Linked DNA regions of Bicyclus anynana: region 1 is linked to region 2. The links are chromatin contacts, called in public Hi-C maps. All regions are on one chromosome and are shown on one strand. Each heading gives the region's core, a stretch centred on a gene start, on an enhancer-like site or on the middle of the called end of the contact. The rest is flanking DNA. Distances are from core to core; before and after follow the strand shown. Region 1 overlaps LOC112052842 (rho guanine nucleotide exchange factor 11). Region 2 overlaps LOC112052842 (rho guanine nucleotide exchange factor 11).

The links. Hi-C and Micro-C count contacts between places; a contact is called where the count stands out from the background.
Region 1: a contact with region 2 is called in a Hi-C map of whole larva, with 2.7 times the contacts expected there. The contact joins two enhancer-like sites. A contact is called at or near these places in 2 of 2 Hi-C or Micro-C datasets (whole body and whole larva).

Annotation. Positions count from the first base shown.
Region 1 is chr18:8,807,672-8,813,697 of ilBicAnyn1.1, reverse strand. LOC112052842 (rho guanine nucleotide exchange factor 11) reads right to left here. Exons shown (of 39, transcript XM_052886750.1): 21 at 4,587-4,686; 22 at 3,323-3,451. Among protein-coding and RNA genes, the nearest start is that of LOC112052845, 17 kb to the left of the region's middle. Within about 2 kb of position 3,372, at least 7 of the 8 cell types and tissues checked have open chromatin away from gene starts, as enhancers often do.
Region 2 is chr18:8,761,100-8,766,615 of ilBicAnyn1.1, reverse strand. The region is part of intron 20 of LOC112052842 (rho guanine nucleotide exchange factor 11); the gene reads right to left. Among protein-coding and RNA genes, the nearest start is that of LOC112052845, 64 kb to the left of the region's middle. Within about 2 kb of position 3,060, at least 8 of the 8 cell types and tissues checked have open chromatin away from gene starts, as enhancers often do.

The sequences.
Region 1 (6,026 bases), core at 2,123-4,622, 47 kb before region 2:
TTTCATCATTATCAGTCTATTAATTAAATTACACCATCGATGAGCTCCTTAAAGATAATGATGCTTGGAGGCCATTGGATCAGCTTCCACCTTCACACAGGAAGTGAAACTATAAGAAATTGTAATGTTATCATCAAATCTAAATTATAATACTGTATAATTTTTTTCTAAAACAAGCAACTGTTGAGTTTCTTGCCGGTTTCTTCTCAGCAGAACCTGCCTTCCGAACCGGTGGTAGAATCTTTACAAATAGTCAACTGACGTGTCAAAAGTGCTTGTAAACTGAGCCTACTTGAAATAAATGATTTTCGATTTTGATTTTAAACTCCTTACTATAGGGCCAGACCTCCCTCCTCATAGGAGGGGATATGAAGCTTAGACCCACAGAGATGAGGGTTGGCAGGCTCTAGACGCTTTAGTCAAAAGTTAAATTGGATTCAATCATATGGATCTTAGACCCACGTCGCTGCTCTGATGAGGGTCGGCAGGTTACATGGCCTTTCTAATACTATAAAAAAATATATCTATTAAATCGTATAATACCCAGCATCAGGTCAAAGATAAAGAAACACATGCCAACGTTCTAAAATCTTTCAGTCAACATTCTAAGAATTCAAAATTGATTTCAAAATAGAAATTTTGGCGTGAATTTTTGTTTATTTTCGAATAACTTCTTTTCTTTACACTTGAAGCCTGTATTTTGTTTCAGACTTTGTGTGTGGCTTTTATAATAATAAACAAAGTATATAGCATACAATGATTAGTTTCGGAGACAAGCACGTCCCAGACAGACGAACAGAAAGTCAGAAAAGACGGTGGCTTTTTTATAGCTTCGATTAAATATTTAGTAATTTTATTATTTTAAAACAGTGGCGTGCACGTCATAGATGCATAAACACAATGCATACCCTGACAATTCATTATGTACCTGTATTGAAGGAGGAATTTCTAATTTTGTACAATTTGTACCTACCTAAAGCATGCCTTACTTAAAAACCTTGTGCACGCATTCGTGCATTCAAATACACTCTCTTGCAATAGCAGCTACAGATTACCAAAACGATAAACTGAATTCCGTTCCAAAACGCTTATCCAAATTAAACCCCTGTAGCAATTCGAAACGTTTTCTTAAACGAACTTATCCGGAAATCGAACCCAAATACTCTCTAATTATTGTCCTAAAGATAACTATACACATTCACAACCCTGCAGCGAAAGCAATATTTCACACGAAATCCCGGGATTACGCGAAGTACCTACTTTCGAGCAGGACAGTATTTAAACGGTCGTTGTCACAAAATATCACAAAAAACTATACCAAATAAACTGACACTAACAAAAACACTTCAAATACTAAAGACAAACACACAAGATAAAAGTAAACACTGTACCGAGAACAGTATTAATATTAAATAACTATTCTTTTCTTTAAAAAAATGGGCGAAAAACGTCCGCTCACGTTCACGGTCGAATCGCGACTGAATCCAAAATCACTGAAAACTGAAAACGGCGTGAAACTCTTGTCCTTTACGATGCAAGTGAAGTGAAGTGAAATGCGAATGGGATATTATAGCACTTATGCCATAGAACGAATAAACCCACTAATATTAGTGGAGTATTTAACATTTGATTATCGTTGGAGTTTTTTTACATTATCATAATTTTCTTAATGTTATGACTTACATTCGGAGATTTCAAATTTGTTTGGAGAATATAGCAGAAAGTTTTGGGAATTTTTAATAGCGTACGTTTTGTGACGGGCTTCGATTTTCGGTTGTGTGAGAACTATTTGGGGATTTGTTATTCTGAATTTGCACTGCTTGATTTCTCATTTATTCATCGTACCATAAAATAAGAACAATATATATAGTCTACTGTCTCCAATTTATTATCACTATGAATGAATTTTATTTAGGCTTCGGTTGCGTCTAGTTACCATTGAGGCCGGCCGTGTCTCATAAATGGTGGTGATAATCACCACCATATGAAACATGGTATATAACAAAAAAATTCAATACCTACTCTATATTATTTTAGATAAGTCACACATTCGTTTACCATTATTGTCAAGATACTGAATTCTCTTAATTCGCACAAAAAGAGAGTTAAAAAGCACAAATGGGTTTTTTCAGTGCTTTTAAAACAATAATTGGCTAATGTAACTGAATTTAAGCAATTTTATACTTAAAGCACTCAGAAATAGGAGATAAATTAAGTTTTTCGTAGTTCTAGTTAAGTCGTTTTAAAGTCTAGGTCTAAACAGGAGAAAATGTCTAAAGCCGCGGCCATACTGCTTCTATTTCTGTGTAAGGAATGTAAGGAATTGTAAGCTGCGGTCTATTTTGAAACAGTAAGTTCCTTACGTTATGAGCCGTGATAACCCAGTGGATGTGACCTCTGCCTCCGATTCCGGAGGGTGTGATTTCGAATCCGGTCCGGGGCATGCACCTCCAACTTTTCAGTTGTGTGCATTTTAAGAAATTAAATATCACGTATCTCAATCGGTGAAGGAAAAACATCGTGAGGAAACCTGCATACCAGAGAATTATCTTAATTCTCTGCGTGTGTGAAGTCTGCCAATCCGCATTGGGCCAGCGTGGTGAACTATTGGCCTTACCCCTCTCATTCTGAGAGGAGACTCGAGCTCAGCAGTGAGCCGAATATGGGTTGATGACGAAGTTCCTTATGTTACTACCTTATATAAAATGTACAGAGTTTTAATAACTGTTATAATGCAACCGTTTCATAATGTAACAATTTTTAATTCTGTGAGGATTTCATCCTACTCCTAACAATTTATCCCGCTTCTATCTTAGATAGCATCATCACTTAGGGAAGAGTCAACGGCTAACTTGTAGAGAATAAAAAAAAATTAACTCATAATTTGGGTTTTATGATGAAAGTAGACAAAAACACATACAAAATGGCGGGCCATGTGTTCATTCGGTACACTAAAAAAATTAAGGCCATGGAGAGAGCTTGGAGTATCTCTACGTGATAGAGATTGTATACAGACGAAATAAAGTCACCAACATAGCCCAATGAGAGGCAGAACTTAAACATCAATCATCATCATTAACAGCCGGTGGACGACCACTACTGTAGTAATCCACATTTGCATGGACTTCCAAATAAAATGGTCTCGAGTCGAATAATCGGTAATTGTTCTCAGAAACTATCAGATGTTCATGATAATGACTTGGACGGCTTCACTAGCGCGAGAGTCGACTTTTTTACAAGTGGAATATGACCTGTAGTGAACGTCCATCGGCTGGCAAGTGACAATGATGATGACGACTACAACAATACGAGTGGTACTCACTGGTTGTGGTGCGCGGTGAGGCGGTTGGGGTCGGACGCGTTGCGGTGCTTGCCGCGCCTGGGCGCGTCGCGCTCGCGGCAGCTCTCCGCGCGATTAACGCCCCGCGCGCCGGTGCTCGCGCCTTTCCAGCTGGTGGACGAGCAGCTTTATGTTATTTAGAGTAGAATTTAAACAAGCACTTAATATATTTGACGTATTTCAAGTATTTTGATTTTAACACAAAATTACTAAATCGATTTTCATGAAAATGAAATAGGTCCAATCTGGATGTATAACTCTTTCAAACAAAAAAGAATTTTCAAAATTGGTTAATAAATGACGAAGTTATGAGGTAACAAACATTAAAAAAAGAGAACTTCCTCTTTTTTGAAGTCGGTTAAAAATATAGGTAAAAAAAAATAATTTACTCTGGCAACTCAGGACATTCAGACATTTTGCGTGTGCTGTCTAAGCAAAAAAAAGACTTACACTGACAACTATCTTCATCTTCTTTAAAAACAATAAACAACAATCACTCTGGTTGTGAGTTCTTGATCAATATACTCGCATAAATGAAGTTCAAACACTATTGTCTATGAGCCCGTGAACCCCAGACCTTCGTCATTTTATAAAAACTGAAAGTTTGTCAGCTCATGCTCCTGCCATATGTAAGTGCGGTAGTCAATTATGGAGTTTGGACCGTGGTAAATTTCGGAGGTAGCAGGTTTCAGGGATACAGATCCTCAATCGTCTATGATAAATGTATTTTTTCATGTTTTCCTCTACATATGAGAAATTATATCCCCATTCACCTGACACCTAGCTTCATACCAACCCTTCGTTAGAGATCCTTAAAGTTTTATCTTAAAATGGTGTATTTCGAAGGGTTGACGCGAAGCTAATTAACTGGGGATGAACTACACTTTATACTCATACAGTTGAGGCTCTGGATCCTTGAAATCTGCTAACTTCCAAAGCCACCACGGTCCAAACTCCATAATTGGATAGCGTACTACCTATGGTTTCAGCTTTTATAAAATGACGAAGGTCTGGCTGTCGCTGGCTCTCCGTCTACCATTTGTAATTAGCAAACGATATCTAAATCATTATTAACGACCGAGAGTCATTAGCAATCATAATGATGATTTTATGAAATTGAAAACAAAATATTAAATTTTGTAACAGCGCCACCTAGCGTGCAATAGCAATACTACGCCGTGTTTCAGAAACACACCACACGACTTTACACATCTAATGCCATCTATCGCTAATCTCTGGAACTTACTTGGTTTCCTTTTCGGGTTCCTTTACCGTGGTGTCGCTAGTGTCAACGTCCACGTCTGGGGCCGAAGGCTCGTCTGTTGATCCTTCTCTTCTTGAATCTCCTGTTGAAAGAAGAGATTTTTTTGTTAATAAAACAATATAAAACCTCAAATACCCGCGAGTAAATTATATCGATTACTAAATGATGTTTTTATCAATTCAGCAGGAAAAACCCATTAGAATTATTTTGTTATTTACAAATTATACGTTTAGACACGCTTATGTAACAAAGAATTGTATCTGACGATGTTTTTTAATAATAACTCGTAAAATCAGAGTACGGAAATCGATCCTGCGCCATGGAAATTTACTTCGTACGAAATTTATTTACGTAGTTTTGAAAAATTTCATTAAACTTTTTCACAAAATCTAGGTGTATAATAAGCGATTATGTAGATTGTAATATAAAATATGGTGGAATTTGGTTACGAGTAGTGGTTACTAAAATTGGAGCTCAAAAAACATTCCAGATTCTGGATACTTGTTATTTATTAGACGCTTTGTTTGAAGAAAGAGAAACCAAACTGCTCAATATGCTCATTCATCGCTACACGCCCCTCGGCCCGCGCAGACCATCCGGAGTGTTACGAACGAAGTTGCCAAGCTATAGGTTCATCGGCTGTCTGTCTGGCATACGATAATACAATTCCATAAATCAAAATATAGTTCCAGAGTGCTATCCAAAACAAATCTATCACCATCGTGTCTTTATTATTCGACCAAGGGTAAGTTTTTATGAGGAAACAGTAACCAAACTGCTCAATACGCGTCTTACGTACATTGACTATAATGTTGCAAGATCCGTCTGTCTGGTCTAAGATAAAACCATTCCATAAATCAAAATACAATTCCATAAATCAAAATACAGTTTCAGAGCACTATCCGAATCAACTCACATCGTTGTGTTGTTATAGAGCACATTTACAGCTGTTTGATGGGATAACACACACATAATTAAACACAATAATACACTAGTTGTTCAGTAGTGTCCACGTGTTATCGCGCTAATGTATCGGCGCATATTATCAGTGGCGGATTCACGAATTTGCTATAGGTTATAATTAGATACATAATACCTACATGTTAAGTATATTTATATAAGACGAAAATTTTTGGCCTAATTTTGCCGTCCCTAAAATCCACCGTCCTAGGCTCCAGTCTATTTGGCATGCTGGTACAGTGTTTTTCAGATAGCATGGGTACGGTGACAGTTCGTTTCACTCCTTCAAGTTTGCTGTGATTCACGATAATAGTACGTAGGTATTATGAACGTCATAAGGCAACTATCACAGTACCCATGCTATCTGAAAAACACTTTAAATCCGCCACTGCAAATAGTGTAGTATATAACATATAATGTGTATAATTGAGTGGATACGTCGATGATCTCACTCCGCTAAAC
Region 2 (5,516 bases), core at 1,811-4,310:
CGCAATTTTTCCTACTCCTTTCTTTCGAGCTAAGTACCAGATTTTTCTGTTGACTCTCTGTCTGGTGACTTATGGATTAAAAGATACGTTTATTTTGGTTTTAATAATTGAAATCCAGTGTAGGACAATAAAAAACATATTCCTATCGAGTGCATCCTTGCAAAGTTATCTGTAGTAGTCGGTTGCGATTTTGTAAAAGTAACAGAATATCTGCGATCATCACTAGAATTGGGCGTTTCAAGCAAAATTATAAATATCTTTGTTTTCTGTGCGTTTATGTTTAAGCTAAAACTTTATAAATTTTCATCTAATTACGATAAAAGATTTTAAGTAGATTTAAAATTTTAGAACCTTATTTATTTTGCAAACATCGAGACAATCTTTGTTTTTTAAAAATTAAGTAGCAAATATTGACCTTATTAACTAGAATGTCTCAATAAAAATCAATATATTCAAACCTAATCATCATCCACATTGGGAGTTCTATGTTAAATTCCTCATATTATACTGTTAAAGTTATAATGCTTTATTTATTCAATGATTCTGCTTCAGCAATAAGTACATAGGCGTAGGCTAAACCGTCACATGGCATGTGTACGGAGCTCACACGGTGTTTTACTGTTTTCATAGGAATCGCTTTGATGTGTGACGTTGAGGATTGTTGAATGTTTTGGCGAGCCACTTGTTGTTGCGTTCACCGTGTTTATCTCGGAGCGTATCCTGCTTCTTAGTAAGTAACATTTCTTTTATTTAACTAGCGAACGCCCGTGACTACGTACGCGTGAAATTCAGTCTTTCAAAAATGCTGTGGGAACTTTTCTACTAACCAAAATTTCAATCAAAATCATTAGAGAAAACTGTACAATTAAGACTGACGAACACTACACACGTACTATTTTGGCTGATGGGTGGCTAGTTACCACCCTACCGACAAAGACGTACCGCCAAGCGATTTAACGTTCCGGTACGAGTGTCGTGTGGAAAAGATTTTCATCCTAAGTACTTCTAACAAATCAGCCCGTTTTCATCTTAGATGCAACATGACTTACCATCAGATGACATTATGGTCAAGGGCTAACTTGTAGAAAGAGAAAAAGAATAGACTGTTCAGTTAAAACTGCACTTCTTTAAATGTTTGAATTTGGATAAGATTTTGAAAATATACAATTTTATCCTTTTGTTCGACGAATCTAAAACCAATTTTCCCAGTAATAGTCATCATCATCATCATTATCAACCCATATTCGGCTCACTGCTGAGCTCGAGTCTCCTCTCAGAATGAGAGGGGTAAGGCCAATAGTCCACCACGCTGGCCCAATGCGGAATTGGCAGATTTCACACACGCAGAGAATTAAGAAAATTCTTTGGTATCACGATGTTTTTCCTTCACCGTTTGAGACAATTGATATTTAATTTCTTAAAATGCACACAACTGAAAAGTTGGAGGTGCATGCCCCGGACCGAACTCGAACCCACACCCTCCGGAATCGGAGGCAGAGGTCATATCCACTGGGCTATCACGGCTCATAGTCGGCACGGTAATAGTCATACATACTCGTAATATATGCACTCATTTTGTTGTTACGAGATCAGACTAAAATAAATAAACAAATGTTAAGATTCAATACAGTCGTGAGCACTCATGTGTCAATTTGTATGGACGTCTGTGTCTGTATTGATTGGCAACTCCATTTAAATTTGACAGACCAACGGAAACTACCGTTTTGTTTACTTGCAAACTAACTCTAAAAGCTTTGTTGTACCTACTCACTAAACATGATGAAGGTTGTCAGAAAAAAGGATATTAGACAATCGTGTTTTAGCATACGGCTTGTAAAACTAAGCACAAAAAAAATCTTTTTGTATACTCGCATAACAACTTTGGTCCATCTACCTGCTTAAGCTGTCACAAACTAAGATAAAATATGAAACCTAAAATCTGAGTCAGGTTGAATAACTTGTGACAAATGATCGTATCTGATTTGAGATTGAGAAAGAATACAATAGGACACTTTATCTTAATACCTATACAAATCATACCCACGTGGAATGATGACGAGAATACTGGCTGCATTTCCGCGCTGGGCAGCCAGGCTGATCCTTTGCGTTAAAAATGAACCAGCCAGCTATCACCAGTCAAAGCAGCAATCGTGTTGATAAAATTTTATATTATTTGAACTCACAGAATTCCACGATTGTTGTGTAATTCATATGCATTTGAAAAAAAAAACTTATGTAGGTACCTACCTATTGAATTTTTCAATACGTGTACTTTTTTACGTAAATGGAGTAATAGCGACAGTTAGATATATTTCTTAACATAAGAGTGAACCTATCATTTTTCCAAAAGAGAACTATCTTGTCTGTGTATAATAACTATGAAGATGTCCCACATAAATAAGCCAGGTACTTATTCTGATGATTGTTCATATTGTTTTAAAATTCAACTACGGCACTATTTTTATAGCTATAGTTGTGTATGATTATTATTTATCATAATTTCCATTACTTTTATCAATCAATAAACTTTGGAGACTATATATGTAAATGTTTGTATTGTTAACAATGTTTGAGGGTAATTCAGCTTTCGTGATGCCAATATAAGTAGTTACAGATTTAATAACCGTAACTTAACCAACATAATCGATTGATAACAACTGAATAACGCCACCAAAAAAATTATATTAAAAATGAAAATCCTTAAATATGTAGTATAAATTATTATATCGAGGAAAATAGCGGCATTGCACATAAGGCAAGCCTTTAAACGAATTCCATGAACAAACCGTTTTCGTAGAACAAAAGGAGTAAAGGACATCCAAAAACGTAACTGCCAAGAGCATCACACAAAACACACACACACTTCACTTATTCACACGAAAAAAAACAACAGAACACAGACGCACACAAAAATCAACTTTTTATGAAAACATAAAAAAATATCACGCCATCCAAAACACACGCGTCGCGCATAAAGCTCGAAGCGAGACTGACCCAAAAGCGTCAGATATAAACAAGAGGGAAAGAGACCACGTTTACGTGCACCTGTGCACTTAAAATTGAATGATGTGCTAGAACGGGACGGCAATAAAACATAACAAACAACAGAGCGGGAGATGAATATTGAGGATACTAGTTGAAGTTTAATCACCGTATGGTTACAACCACACTTGCAAATTGAATCACTTTGAACGCTATATCGATTACAGTAAAGTCGATTTTTAAATGATGACTTAGTATAACTCTACAAGCTAGGCGCTTCAATTATATTTTCAACTGTATGTTAAAGGAAATAAAGTTGCTTTTTAATGTGTGTGAGAATTATTTTTAAGCTTTTCCGTTTTGCGTGTTGAAGTTTATTGTCAGGGTCAACATATGGCGAAAAGCACGTATGTTGGCCAAATTCCATGCCGGTTAAACAATATGGCGCGGGTGGTTTAATTTTATTACAATTTCAACGGGACCGATGGGGAAAAGAGCCCAACTTGAGTCACTGCGGCGATTTCACTTTGTGATAAGTGTTGGTGGGTTGTACTCGTAAGTTGGAAAGCGATTACTTAATCATACGATTCACAATTGACTCGAATAATTCAAATGCAGAAGGACAAAGTAATAATGGTAATTGGTGTTGCTGCGTTAAATACATTAATGATAGATCTGTAATCATCGTCATTATCAGCAAATGGACGTCCACTGCTGAACAAAGGCCTTTGAGACACTGTAACCTGCTTGATATTGTGGGTCCACCTAGTGGGGGGTCGAACAACACTGCGATTTCTGTGGCCATCCCAGCACCAAGGGACCTCAACGATCTTCGGCTCAACTAACTTTCATTCATCAACATCATTATCAGCCGATAGACGTCCACTGCTGGATATAAGCCTCTTGCATGGACTTCCAAGAACATCGGTCTCGAGCCGTCAGCATCCAGCGGCTCCCTTCAACCCGGTTTATATCCTGGGTCCACCTAGTGGAGGGTCGACCAACACTGCTCTTTCTGGTACTAGGTGGGAGACCCAACGTTTTTCGACTAAACGAGCTATATGCCCTGTTTATTGCCACTTCAGCTTTGCAATTCGTTCTGTGGATCACCTCATTCATTATTCGATCACACAGAGATACCTACTCCGGGCACAATTCGCTCCATCGCACGCCGAGTGACTTTGAGCCTTTTTATGAGGTTTACAGTTAGCGACAAAGTTTCGGAACCGAGTCATCACATGGAAACACACACTGTTCGAAGACTTATGTCTACAGCCACTATGGGATTTTTGAAAAAGAAAAAATGTCGCGGAGTTTCCCGAATGCTGCTTAGCCGAACGAGACTCGGCGCTTCACCCCTTTCACGAAATTAAACCTACTTAACTGGACTATTTGTCCTAGGTAGGGTTGTCAGATTGCCGAAATTAAAATCCAAACAGTCCAGTCAGTTTCAGATGACATTTGGGTAAAAAGGCCAGACAATCTACGTTATTGAGGATTTGTGTACATCAGTATTAATAAGTACGTCAATTTTTTTATGTAAAATCAAGCATTCATGATTATTACCGTTAATTTTGTTCCCACACACACTCGTCGTTAGCTCGTTTGCTAAATGTGCCTAACAAAAACCGAACAACCGGACACCATTTATTTTGGCCGGGTACGGAATAGAAAAGCCTAACTATGTCCGGCTTTATCCGGACGCCTGGCAACACTAGTCCTTTATAGAATATATAAATTTGTCTCCCATGAGTAGAAAGATGGAGAAGGTGGAAGATCTATGATTACAATCCCATCAGTCGAGCAACCCTGACTAAAACAGCGTATCTACACGCAGCACGGGAGCATATCTACTAGAAATAGCGAGTTCTTGAACTTGCATCAAAATTAAAAAACACGCAGACAAACAGTCCGTTCGCTTGGCGCGAACTTGCAAACTTACATTTATTACAAGAAACTATGTAACCACATCAAACCATAGTAACTAACAGCTAGGCAATCCTAACTAAAACGCCGAATCTGCACGGGAGCGTATCGGCTAGAAGAGCGAGCTTTTGAACATATCGTGATTTGTTTATGCAGATAAGTAGTCTGAACTCTGCACAAACCCACAGTAAACCACTCTAACACGTGATTTCAACCCCATCAAACAAATAACTAAAGCTAGGCAACCCTGACTAAAACAGCGTATCTACACGTAGCACGGGAGCGCAACTACTAGAAATAGCGAGCTCTTGAACCTGCCGAGATGTTTATGCAGACAAACAGTCCGGACGCTTCGCGCAAACCCGCGGTAAACATATCATTACACGAGATACCTACTTCAACATAGATTACTGGAATGGACGCATAACAAACAAACAGTTCAAACTTTTCTACAAAAAAATCTCTTTTACACGTTTCGTGTAAAACAAGTTTTAGTCCACTTAGCACTACGAGTTTCTACGAGCATGTCTAATCTGTACTAATATTATAAAGAGGTAACGTTAGTGAATTTGTGAGGTTCTATAATTTCTGGGTCTAATAAATCGATT